Linked DNA regions of Mus musculus: region 1 is linked to region 2. The links are chromatin contacts, called in public HiChIP or PLAC-seq maps. All regions are on one chromosome and are shown on one strand. The core of a region is the stretch at or near the end of the contact, and the rest is flanking DNA. Distances in the headings are between cores, read along the strand shown.

Region 1 (6,285 bases), core at 1,933-4,432, 840 kb before region 2:
TTCCCTCACACTCTTCTGTTGCTCAACCCAAACCCGTTTTTAGCCTTCACTACATATTTTGAGATTGTAAGCTAAAGTGTTTTCCCCCATTGGTCTCTAAGCACTATACAGCCTTGTCTTACTTGGCCCCCATCTCAGGACCAGGATCATGGTGAACACTGTCAAATCTGACCAAGTGCAACACTGCCTTAGGACTTTCTTGGACCTCAGCCGTGGCGGTCTCTGCCTTTGCTGAGCCCCAGTTCTGTGACTCGGGGCATCTAAGCTCAAATTGTTCTTAAGGGGGGGGGGGCTCTGTTCTGTCAGTCCACTTCAGTCCTTACGGCTACTAAGTTACAGGCTCCTTGTGTCAGCCCACAGTACCTAGAAGTGTTGTTTGGATGGAAATACCAAAGCAAAGCTGGAGGCTGTTTGTTTTCTAAGAAAGGGGATAGTACTAACCTGATCATGAACCACAGAAAACACCCTATTTTCTAGGAGTAGAACTGCCCTGGTCAAATGTGATGGAGATTGTGTCTGTAATCAACTCCCATTTATCCCGGGCTTTCTGTAAGCCAGCAATGTTACATACATGAACACTCCCTTCTTATGATAGGTTCCTTTGTCTTCATGAGAGGACCCAAGAAAATGTAGAAGGTAAGGTTCAATGACTCTCCAGGGTCACCCAGCTCTTTAAAAAGACCCCACACAACACTGGAGAGGATTGGTACCACAGCCTGTATTCTCCATCACTCCAGGCTCAGGCAGGCTGAGGATTCTCTGTATATTCTTTCCTATGCTTCCTTAGTCGTGGCACAAGTCCACCCTGTCTCCCTTGGGGATCAGAGAACAGCAAGAGCTACGCTGGGCTGGACTTTTATGTGTGACTGCATTTCTGTTGACAGTCCCGGATGTCATCCTGGGGCTTGGGAAAGCCCAGAGGCACCTGAAGCAATCTGGTTTACCCAGACTTGAGAGCTTAGAATGACCTAGGGCCAGCAAGGAGGCCCCCAAGGGTCAGTGCTAATTGGGGCCGATTCCCCAGGGGTACACAGCCCAGACTGTTCCCAAGGAGTTCAGCTGGAACTAGATTGCTTCAGGAATGTGAGCCAGGCAAACAACTGCTCAATTGTTTGAGCCCCTGAGCTTGGTCCCCAAGCAGCTTCCCAGCTAAATGTAGGCCAACAAGATTGCTGAAAACTGTTGGCAAAGCTAAACGCAACACTTCCTTCATTTGCATTTAAAAATTAAAGTTCAGCCTTGAAGTGGGCATTAGGCAAACCCTCCCTAAATGAATACCGAACAAGTGCATGAGATCACCCTGGCACCCCAAGCGCTCTGCTCCCCAACTCTTGCAAGCAGAGAATGGTTTGTTTGCCATGACTCTTTCTCTACCACAGTCAAGACCTTGAAGCTGCAACCTTCCGATCGAAGGTGAAGCGTTTTAACTGACGGCTTTGTGGGTAACTCTGGGCTTCTCTCTAGCATCGCTGTTGAGACGGTTTCTTGACTTGCCTATGTTGAACACATGTCCAGAATCAACCCGCATCTATGTCTGGCATTTACGCTTAACGCAGATGGCAGATGTTAGCATGGAGATGTTCAGGGTCAGTCAGAAGTATCCAAGACATCCTCCTGCTCAGCCCATCTGCTCCTGCCTTCTCCTTCCCAAGATGCCTACACTATAGATTTGGTTAAGATTTTTGTTCATTTACTGGCTCTGGAGAAAGCAAAGGTTTCTCCACGTCTAGTCCCCCACATCTCTTGTGTGATGGTTCTCTGAAAACATGGTAGTATCAGAACAGCAAAAGTTGACAGATTCCAGCCTGTCACCAAATGCCTGTTTTTTAGAATTGAACTCCTTTTAAAAGTACAGCTCTAGGACACTCTGGGCTCCACTGTATGGAATCATGTCTGCAAACGGACCCTTGACTCACGGGAATTGATATTTTTAGGTGTATTTTGAGACTTTATTGGCTCTTATCTACCTTCATGGACTTTATTCGTATACATCTTATCCTTGTGAATCAACGACACCACCTCTGACTTGACTGGGCTGACTGGACAGATGTGGCCAGCCCAGCCCTGGTTAACACTGCCTAAAATGCTTATAAATTAAATCATAGACACAATGTAGCTTCCCTCCAAGCTTAAAGTTCCCCCTTCCTTCTAAAGCTGGCTTCTGGCTCCTCAGGATGGGCTCTTTTTAAGGGAGCACTATCCTTGCAGTGTTCTGACATTAGATGACTAAACAAAATTGCTGTGGCCCTTTGAGTTTCTGGGTACATGTTTGTTTAGAGGTGTTGTTTTTATTTGGGAGGCGGGGGTTCTCCAGAGAAGCTTGGTTTGTTGTCTGTGCCCATGATCAAATTACTTTGTAAATGGCATGAAAATGCTGTGTATGTGTATACACACACACACACACACACACACACACACACACACACGGTTGAATCTACCAGAGCTTCATTTTAAAACCATGTGGGTCTACGGCCATTTCCACCAAGGCAGGCCCAGATAAGCGAGGCTTGTTTGTGTGCGTGGTCATGTCCATCCTGAGCCCATGTCTAATTCTGTGGGCTCCCTTCTGGTTTGTGGCGCTGTTGTATCTGAACCTAACCCCCCTCTCTCATCACAGCAAAAAGTTTCTTAAGAGCTTAACTTACAGCCGAGTGCCAGCTCCCCCCATTTAATTTGTCCTGCTACCCCGGCACTTGTCATGTGTGTTCAGGCAATGGTGAGGTCAGTTCTCAGGGCCCAGCTCTCTGGACACCCTCAATGATGACCTCATTAGAGGCACAGATGTTTGCTGCACTTTGGGAGATGGGGAGAAAGCAGAGCAGTAAACTAGGCCAGCTTGCAATAAGGCTGTTACCCACAATTCAAGATAAAATGCCGGATAGTTCCCACTAGGTTCTGGTCGGCTAGGAGACAGCAACTTATTAATCTTGTGTCAGAGAGCCAGCTGCAGCAAGGCCGTTTCCATATTTCACCACTAACCCTATGTCTGGACAGCCATTGTCTTTTCTTATGAAAAAACTCTACAAATCAGCTGCGTTCTCTCTCTGCCTCTCTCTCCTCTCCTCCTTTAGCTCCGCAAAGCCCCCCACTTGTCCTCTTTGGAGAGTCGGGGCGCACCCTCCAGCCTGGGCCTGGCTTACTAATTCAGAGCCCGTGCTTACTTTCTAACTTTAATGATATTCCCTCAGCGTAGCACTTCGGTTGCTTGGCGACCGGATTTGAGCTAGGCCTCTCATTTGATTCCCACACATCAGACCCTGAAAAGCACTTTTTTCCCCCGTCCCTCAGCTTTTGATTCTTTCTGCTCTGAAACCCTTCCCCCGCGGTGTCAGTATGGGTGGGCAGAGCGGTGGTAGGAGGAGGCCAAGGGTGAAGGGCGGCCTATAGTGCACTGGTTACACATCAAGGCCTCCAAACAAAGCCTCCGGGAACCCTCCCTGACCAACACAAATTCCCCTCAGAAAAAGCAAATTTGGCTTTCCCTCATAGTGTGGGTGTCGTTTTGAGACTTTGCTTAGATACTTTATTAAATCTGATGCCTCTCATTGTTTTTTCTGCTGTTTCTCCCCAGAGACTTCCCATATCAACAAGTTGCTGTAGGCATAAGCAAACAGATTACAGAGAACTGAAATAATCGAACAGACAGCAGGCTGGCACCCACGCTTCTGATAGCTTCTAATTAAATCATACTATCTGTTAGTGAAGAACCCTCTATCTTGGTGTTGGGGGAGATGTGCTGTTTACCCCCACGATAAGGAAACATTTTATGCTAAAATGTGTATGTGGACATCCATGGTGCGACTGGCAAAAAGATGAGGGGAAAAATTTTCCCCATTTTTGTCTTTTTAAAGAAAAATAAAAATGCTATATATGCTATTGAAAAAGATCCACTGTAGAAAACAAAAACCAAAAAATAAAAAATCAAGGCGTTGAACATACTTCTGTGTTTTGTGGTTGAAGCTCTAACACAAGAGGGGACAGTCAAGGAAGGACTCAAAATGAAGGATGCTTGAGTTTTCCGATAGTGTTGTTTCCATTGAAATTATATTATGCAACTATGTCCTTAAGAGGCACACACCACACACAAACCACACCACACACACACACACACACACACACACACACACACACACACACACTCATAGCAAGGAATGAGCTGCTTCACTGACTAGAGCCAGTGAACAGTCATGCTTCTGCATACAGATTCCAGACACACGGGAGTATGTTCTTACATGTATATAAATGTACGTATAGTCTATTACACAAGACTGTGTGCAATCTATTATACGTAGTCATGTATAGTCTATTTTAAAGAGAGACACACAGAAGCATGTTTCATACATGTGTGTAGATTCGTGTCTATGCATTTAGACACGGTGTGGTGGTCTGTTCTAGAATGTAGCTCAGATATTCTTGTTGGCTTCCTTTCTCACAGATCCCTAAGGACTTGCTCACACAATGCCCACTCTCACATGCCAATCCTGTGTCCTGATGGAAGTGTGACCTTCCCACTCCATGGACACTTGAAAGCTGGGTTCTTAGACCTTATTGTCTTCCTGTTGGACTTACAGGAGGCTGACAGAAGTCTGTTGTCTCCTTCTCAGCAGTGATTAAACCAGTATGCAAAGCTCTTGCCTTCCATTCCCAGGTACTGGCCCAAACCTCCTTTTTCCTGTGAACTGCCTTCATAGCTGATAGGTGAGTGAGATTCAGATTTGTACAGTACAGTCCTAATCTGACACTCAAGCAAAGATTCTAGATAATGTTTAAACTCTGCTCTTCTTTCTGCCTAAAGTTTTAATCCGTACATTATCTGTATTTTAGGTGAACAGACGGGCAGATCGGATTCGTTATTCTATAACAGGATCTACTGGTCATTCTACTATAGGGTAGCTTCCTACTTCCTGTATGCCAGCAACATTTTGGTTTGGGGAAAATGTAGGCCATGGTACACTAGTAGATAGTTGGTGAATACTGTATAAAGCACCCCTGTGGTGAAACTATTAGTAAAACCGGAGAAGCAAGGGCTCTTTAATTTTACATTTGTAAAGAGAATTTTAGAACTCAGTTTGACTATAGGCACACGCACACTCAGACCTTGTGTGACGGGGTAGAGGGACAAGGGAAAGGGGAATAAAATTCCATGCAGGGTGGGGACAGCCATCCAGCTATGTGGTGCAGAGTTAATGACGGGCAGAGGGAGCTCTGAGGACCCCTCCCATGTTGCTGCACAGTGTCTGTGACTTCTCAGAAACACTGTTAATAATGGAAAACCAATCACAAACGACACTCAACTTGATGCCCTGCATATTTGTTATTTCCTCTTCTTTTCTACATGGTTTTTGCTCCCTCATGCTCACCTGAGCCCAACTAAAACTAAAATCTCAAAAGAACAGGCATACCTCAGGAAAGACTTCCTTAAAATATTTTTAACCTTACCCATCTGGAGTTTCTAAACTCCTGTGATGGAAACGTGATCACGTTATGCGCCTGCCTGTTCTGGGCTGCCCCTGGGTTGCCTGTTCTGGGCTGCCCCTGGGTTGCATGTTTGCTTCTGGAAGCTTGCCGCAGCTGCTGTGTGCACTTTCCCACTGCTAACGACAACCACACAGCCCTCCAGACCCGTCATGCTTCTAGACTCCTATCCATACAACAGGAGCAGAGCACAAGCTCGAGAAACTGCTACCTCACTCTTGACGTCTGTAGAAGACATGAGAAAAGTTAGGCCAAAGGAGGACGAAGATGGGCTCACTGCTCTCATTAATGAATGGCTGGCCGGCCATGAGAAACAAGATTATTGATTTAGTGTTAGTTATGGCCATGGCAACAAAGTGAGTATTACAGAAGATAAAATAATAGGGAGACATAAAATAGCTTTGATCCATGACCGTGGGACCTAAAGAGGGCTTCACTTACTAGAACTGGCCAGCATGACTTGTGTTGTTCTTATGTTGATCTGAATGGAGTATATGGCTCCCTCGGAGTTATGTTCTCAGTTGTACCTAGCACCTGAGCATTTGTCACTCTTCTAGATCACACAAAGCAACAGCTGTGCAGTAAAACAAGGGACTGTGAAGTAGAAGAACTCAGAGATGTGTCTCCATCCTTGTCATGGTGCCTTTAGTTTCAGTTTCCTTGATGTAAAACCAGGGAGGCAGTCACACAGAGATCAAGTAGCCTTTCCTGCTAGTTCTTGCTATGTGGTTCTGTGGTCTCCAGGAAGAGATTAGTGAGAAAAGGCCCAACCCACCCACGAGTACACTTACATGTCATGAAGATAAAAGA
Region 2 (6,619 bases), core at 2,348-4,847:
AAACTAGAATTTGAAAGAGAACATCCTAGGATTCTTTATATATATATATGTATATACTCATTTATTTTGAGTTTATTATTTTATTACATCATTTTTTCTTTTTTAAAAATATTTTTTATTATGTATTTTCCTCAATTACATTTAGAATGCTATCCCAAAAGTCCCCCATACCCTCCCCCCCACTTCCCTACCCACCCATTCCCATTTTTTGGCCCTGGCATTCCCCTGTACTGGGGCATATAAAGTTTGCGTGTCCAATGGGCCTCTCTTTCCAGTGATGGCCGACTAGGCCATCTTTTGATACATATGCAGCTAGAGTCAAGAGCTCCGGAGTACTGGTTAGTTCATAATGTTGTTCCACCTACAGGGTTGCAGATCTCTTTAGCTCCTTGGATACTTTCTCTAGCTCCTCCATATGCAGAGATTCTTATACGCAGAAAGTACTGCCCCATGGTTAGTACCATATGGCTTCAGCCACCTTGTATCCAAGTTCCTATTATCAATCAAAAGAGTAGACCAGAATTTCCCCAAGTTCTATACTGAGACATCCAAGTGAACTCTGGGAGGGTCTACTAGGCATCTTGTCACAAATATGATAAGAACATTTGTTTGCTGTTGGTCACCCTTACAGGTGACCATCAGGGTTCCTGACCAAAACACAGTTTAAAATTAAGTAATACATATTAGCATCCTCCTTCCTCACACACGAGAAAGAAAAATAAAGCAATAATGGTGAGTTGGTATTCTGAGAAAAGTATCTGTGGGGTGTGTGTGTGTGTGTGTGTGTGTGTAAAGTTATTTCTTAAATAATCTTCTATATATGTATATTCTGTATTGTGTTTAGAAACAATTCTGCAATCTTCTGAATTGGAAGATATGTCTGAATGGAAGAGAAGAAGAAGCAAGAAAGCTCAGGCACTACCTTCCCAGAGGCAAGTGGCACTCCTCGGCCAGTTAATAAACAATGACACCTCAACTGAAATGCCCAAGGAGAAAGCCATCCGAGGTGCCACTACATCCGTCCTTCTCTCTCTAACCTTAAGTCAACAGAGAAGCAGAATAAGAAGAATGTAGACAGATTCTACAGATTACCTTCCCAAGCACCCATAGGAGAGGAGGGATAGATAGAAAGGCAGGTTAGACTCAGAAAAAGGTAAGCCCTGCCTGGCTCCAGGTATTCCGGGATGAGCTTGGGGTAAGATCTGCTACACTCCACAAAGATGTAGCAGAAATGAGTTTGCCATTTGGTCAGTAAATCCCTTTAAGTTCTATACAGAGTCCTGTCATTTGCCCAGCTGTACCAGGAATAGGACTGTCAGAACATCCTGTGCTGGAGTGCATGGCAATTTCATTCACGGCAGGCGCCAAGTAATTTGGATCTTAAAATGCACCTCACAAGAAGTTCGAAAAATACAGAGGAAGTTTCAGCATTGAGTCTTTGAGTATCTCTTGTCTAGAATAACTGCCCCTGTCATTTAGGGAGCCCATGGAAGTGCTGGTTTCTCAGGTATGGCTATGGATGTCCTCTTACCCCTTGAGGCAGGTACAGTGAGGCTCATTTGCTCCCCGGGATGGCGAAGCCAGGATCAAATCTACCCTTTTCATTGTGCTTACAGCAAGATTCTCTCTTCCCAGATACAACTCTTCCAACTTCCACCCTCTTGCCAAGCTTTATGGAAGAAACCCACACTCAATACTTGCCTCTCTGCCAAGGATTCATTCATTCCACAAACAAGGTATCTCCTGGCCCCTTCTGCCTTCCCTCCAGGTCCAGTGGTCTGTTTCCCAGGAATAATCCATCTCTTAGCTCTTGATGCCTATGTGGAACTGCTCCTCCTATAATTCTGGTTTCCTGGTTTCTCATGGCTCTCTTGTGCTTTGATCTGATTCTTACTCTAGACCATCCCTCAATCACTTTTCCTCCCTCCCCTCTCTCTTCACTTTCATTTCTCATTCTCCCTCCCCCTCCCCCTGCTCTCCCGTTCTTTCTCCTTTCTCAGATTTATTCTAGTTTCTGGAATCTAGTTGTCCCCACAGCAGCAGTTCTCAACCTGTGGGTCACAATCCCTTTTTTGGGGGAGGGGGTCAAGCAATCCTTCACAGGGTCACCTAAGACTATCAGAAAACACAGATATTTACAATATGATTTAGAACAGTAGCTAATTATAGTTATGAAGTAACAATGAAAATAATTTTCCTCACATCATAAGGAACTATGTTAAAGGGTCACAGCTCTAGGAAGGGTGAGAAGCACTGCCCTACAGCCTAGCTGATCAATACCCAGAGAGCAGAGCCCTGTCTTTGGGGGCTAAAATCCCAGTAACCAATTTCATGAGACTGATTTGAGGGGTACAGAACATTTACAACAAAATGTCAGCCAACAGAACATTAATGTTCAGAGCACTCCACAGTGAGCTAAATTGACATCAGGGTGCCCCCCTAGATCAAGAATAAATAAAGAGTGGGCACAAAATTCTCTGGTAAGTATACTTTCCCCCATTGACACTCTGTGTTGCGGGCTATACACAGAGTCATAAAATAAGAGGAGGAAGAGAAGATGCCCCTGCAGCCGCAGTCTGAAAGAACATGGATTTGTGTGTACATGTGTTCTTAGCTCTACAACAGGGAAGCACCACTGGGTAGAGAGTGGGGCATGGGTCAGTGGGCAGTCTGTGAGTCAGGCACTATCTTCTCAAATGAATGAATGAATGAATGAATGAATGAGAACAAATGTCTTTTGAGTGCTCATGGTTTTCCATCCTATTTTGGTGGTCTGTGGAAAGCTTGATCCTTTTGCTTAATGCCTTGGGTTGCAAGAAAACATGTGTGTTGCCTGCTTTATGTTTCAGTATGTTTCACATCTGGTGTACATACTGCCTGGCACTCATCAGACAGAAGGAAAGGACTATTCATTAGAATTAATTAGTCATCTGGATAGTCACATACTTAAGTAAAACACATCCCATGGTCACCTTCCTAAGAGTTCCCCAGAACATGCTGTTATTGTACGCTGTGCCCCACTGTCCATAGCTTCTTAGTTAACCCAGAATGGTCTGCTTTCCAAAGTTTGCATTTCAGACGTGTTTCTAAGAATTGGGAGACGGTGGTTCAGACACTTCACGTCGTTTGAGCTCCCTTAAACTCCAGTACCTATTCTCTACCTCGTGATTCAGCCCACCCCTGTCTCGGATGTGTTCTGGGGGAGGTAAAGGAAAGAGCAGCACATTCCTTGTGCCTGTGTGGGCTAAGCCTGGGCACTCATGGGGTTAAAAGCACTGCAGTAATATTAAGCACATGTTTCCAGCCCGCAGGGTGCCAGACTGAGGCGTCCTCCAAGCCTAATTTGATAGATATTATGCCTACATTGCTGCAAGTAGCGATGGAGAAAGTAAAAATTTTATGGATGAGCAAAATAGGAGCTCTTCTGGATGGAGTGTTTTTAAATCAGGTGTATAATTTACCCAGTGTCAGACCGCATGTAGAGTGCATTACTCAATTGAACTTACACGCAGATAGGAAAGCCGTTTCTTTTAATAAGCACTTCTTCAACTTATTGGCTCTACAATTACTTGCACCAAATTATCAGCAGCTGCTGCCTGCTTGGCGCTGCAGCCCAGACGAGGAGCCACAGTAGTTTCTAATCAACAAGCCACTCGAGGGCTCTTTATCATTTTTAGCTTAATTCCACTTTTATTTGGAATTTATTAATTGGAATATCCAATATTTTCACGACGGAATTTTGCTTTGCTTCCATTAACAAGAAGCCTACCCAATGGCTGAGGTGATTAGGAAAGGGGAAGAGTGGTGCCCAGCCTTATCTCCGACATTCACAGTATTATACGCATAATGCTGGCTTCGTGTTCTCTCGGAGGCTGGGTTTAGACCTTTTTATGAAATTCTGCTGCTGAACTTAGCTTTCTGGGTGTTTCGAGTCCAAGAGTTGTTGCAGGTGTCTGAACAGCACATCTTCATGCACAGCCAGTCTAGCCATATGTTTATGCCAGGCTTCTGGACCTCCACATGAAGGATATTATGGAGTGACTGCAGTCGGGGTGTCCTGGGCATTGGAGGTTGTTCCCAAATATTCCTGGCCTCTGACCACAGATTGCTGGCTGCTCATCTCCAGGCTCCAATGATAAATGCTAAAAACTGTCAGCAACATCGCAGAAGCACCGAAGTGTTTTATGTAAGATGGTGCAGCACATTACACCCAAGGAGCCTTGAAGGTTAGTTCTAAGAGGAAAGTACACTTTTTAACGAACTTGTTGGAAACTTTAGAACTGTATCCATAAGTATCAGTATTCTTTGCTCTCTGAGAAACGTTCAATGAAACCATGAAGGTCTAATTGTTTAAAATCAACCACATTTTATCACTACTTTTACAGCCAAAAGCAAAAGGAAATGACTTTTTAAAATATATAAGCAATAACTACTTATAATCAAATCAAATAAATATCTGAATAACCACTGTTCATGTAGATGGACCTGGGGACTAATTTTATAGAAGTATGGTAAAATTGTTTTATGTCAGCAGAGTCAAGAATACCTAATCTGAGATACATTTTACTTCTTCGGAATTAATTTGTATGTTATTGCCAGCTCCAAATTAGGAAACAGAAAGGTATGAGGAGCTAAATGCTATGACTTCAAAAAATGTTAATTCAAGCTCAGACTTTTCTCTTTTCAAATTCACATTTTAGCCTTTTAAACATGAAGGGTCAAATGTTCAAAATAAATATACTCATATATATATATATATATATATATGCATGTATATACATATATAAACACATACATATATACATGTTTATTTGTGTATATATACATACATATTAATAAATACAGTATACACATGTATACACACACACATACATACACACACACACACATGAAGTGCTGCTGGAAGTCATGGCTCATATCTATAATCCTACTGGTTGGGAGACTGACAGTGAGTTCTGCAGAGAAAACAGAGGAATACTGCAGTGAGTTCAAGGCCAGCCTGGATCACAGTGAGACCCTGTCTCAAAAGACAAAAAGAAAATCTCTAGCCAAACAACTAGGATCCAAGTGGAATACAGCTCTGTGGAAGGGCACCTGCTTAGTATGTGCTAGGTCCTAAACATCAGCCTGAACGAAACCCTACTGCCAACAACCATTCACCAAAGAACAAAAAGAGAGAGGAGAGACTCCTCCTTTGAAAGGAATTTGCAATCTTCTAAACCTTCCATCTACACTGGAGGTGGTTTGGACATCTAGCCCTGTGGTGCAGGACATGAGAGTTCACGTTGGCCAACAGGGTCTCCCATGTTTTCATTCTTCCTAGGTCTTTACACAGTGAGCTTCTCACGTACACGAGGCATCTTTTTTTTTTTAAGGTGAAAGAAGACTTTTAATTATTTCTACCCCAATGAAATAATAAATGTTCCAAAAATGAAATAGAATAACTGTTAGTGGGTTCTAGTTTTCAAAGAGAGAAATAGATCTATCCGCCCAAATCTGAACACTATAAAATGTATACCTGAATTAACATACATGTTTCCTATACACAGATGCAATTTTATGTCAACTAAAAATTTAAGAAAAATCTGGAAAAAAATATAGCTTTTGTAGCATCAAAATATTTTATACTGCGGGGTGGGTGGAGGGGGTAACCGAGAAATGGGATATCATATGAGATGTAAACAAATGGAATGGTTAATAAAAAAAATTCATACTGTGTACAACTCTGACTCTCTCAAATGCATTAATTAATAAATTATTAACTAATGAAAATGAATTACTAATTAATTAATTAATTAATTAAACAAAGCCCACGGATTTTGTTTTATTTTGTATCATTTCAAATACTAATAGCAATGCCAACATGTTTTCACTGAATTATTCTGACAGGAAACACTTGAAATAAACATTCAGAGGAACTCCTGTCTTTTAGAGCTGATTAATAAAGAGACTATGGCAATATAATTTAAGAAAGCAGGGGTTTGGGTCATAGCTCAGTGACAGAGAGCTGAGCATGCACAGGGCGATGGGTTCAATCCCCACTACACACAAATGAATAAACTTAATTTAAATCACTCATAAAAAACATTCAAGGAGATGCTTTCTTGCCAGAGGTTCAGCACACATCTAGCAGACACAGCAGCCTGCATGGAACACCTAGCCTAGCCTCAGGGTTCTCAGACAACGCACATATTTGAACTATGCTGTAAGGAACCTGTCACTAGGCTGTGGTTTTTATAAAGAAATAAGAGAAAGGTCATTCTCAGAGCAGTGGATTCATTGTTGGTCTCTGAGTCAAGAACTCTTTCCTCCTACTATCTGGAAACTCAGAAATCTTTGAGGTCCCAGCATCCCAAGATGTACAAGGCAGAAGCCAAAGCTCAGCTCTGACCTTTTGATTTATGACTTCAGTTCATCCTGTTGTATGGCTTATGAATTGGCAGAGAGAATTAAAACTCAAAATTTTCAAATGAGTTGAAATCCAAGTTTAAAGTGTGATTCTTGTCACATTGATTTGGGGGGCAGGCAGAGGGTGTTTTTCGTATTATTGTTAAGACAGAGTCTTATGTAGTCCAGGCTGCCTCATACTTATTGTGTAGCATAGGCTAGCCTTGAACTC

What was found. HiChIP or PLAC-seq counts read pairs in DNA pulled down with a chosen protein or histone mark.
Region 1: a contact with region 2 is called in an H3K4me3 HiChIP or PLAC-seq map of embryonic basal ganglia, with 6 times the contacts expected there. The contact joins two enhancer-like sites. A contact is called at or near these places in 3 of 115 datasets of contacts at active chromatin or transcription factors (differentiating embryonic stem cells, embryonic basal ganglia and stem cell-derived neural progenitor cells) and 1 of 9 other capture datasets (embryonic tail).

What each region holds. Positions count from the first base shown.
Region 1 is chr3:35,085,453-35,091,737 of GRCm38.p6, reverse strand. No RefSeq gene overlaps it. Among named protein-coding and RNA genes, the nearest start is that of Gm35255, 140 kb to the right of the region's middle. Within about 2 kb of position 3,182, at least 64 of the 459 cell types and tissues checked have an H3K27ac peak or open chromatin away from gene starts, as enhancers often do. A contact at or near this core is called in embryonic basal ganglia, where this site is marked.
Region 2 is chr3:34,249,894-34,256,512 of GRCm38.p6, reverse strand. Gm52623 (a long non-coding RNA gene) reads left to right here. Exons shown (of 3, transcript XR_003954607.1): 3 at 845-2,095. Among named protein-coding and RNA genes, the nearest start is that of Gm52623, 14 kb to the left of the region's middle. Within about 2 kb of position 3,597, at least 13 of the 459 cell types and tissues checked have an H3K27ac peak or open chromatin away from gene starts, as enhancers often do. A contact at or near this core is called in embryonic basal ganglia, where this site is marked.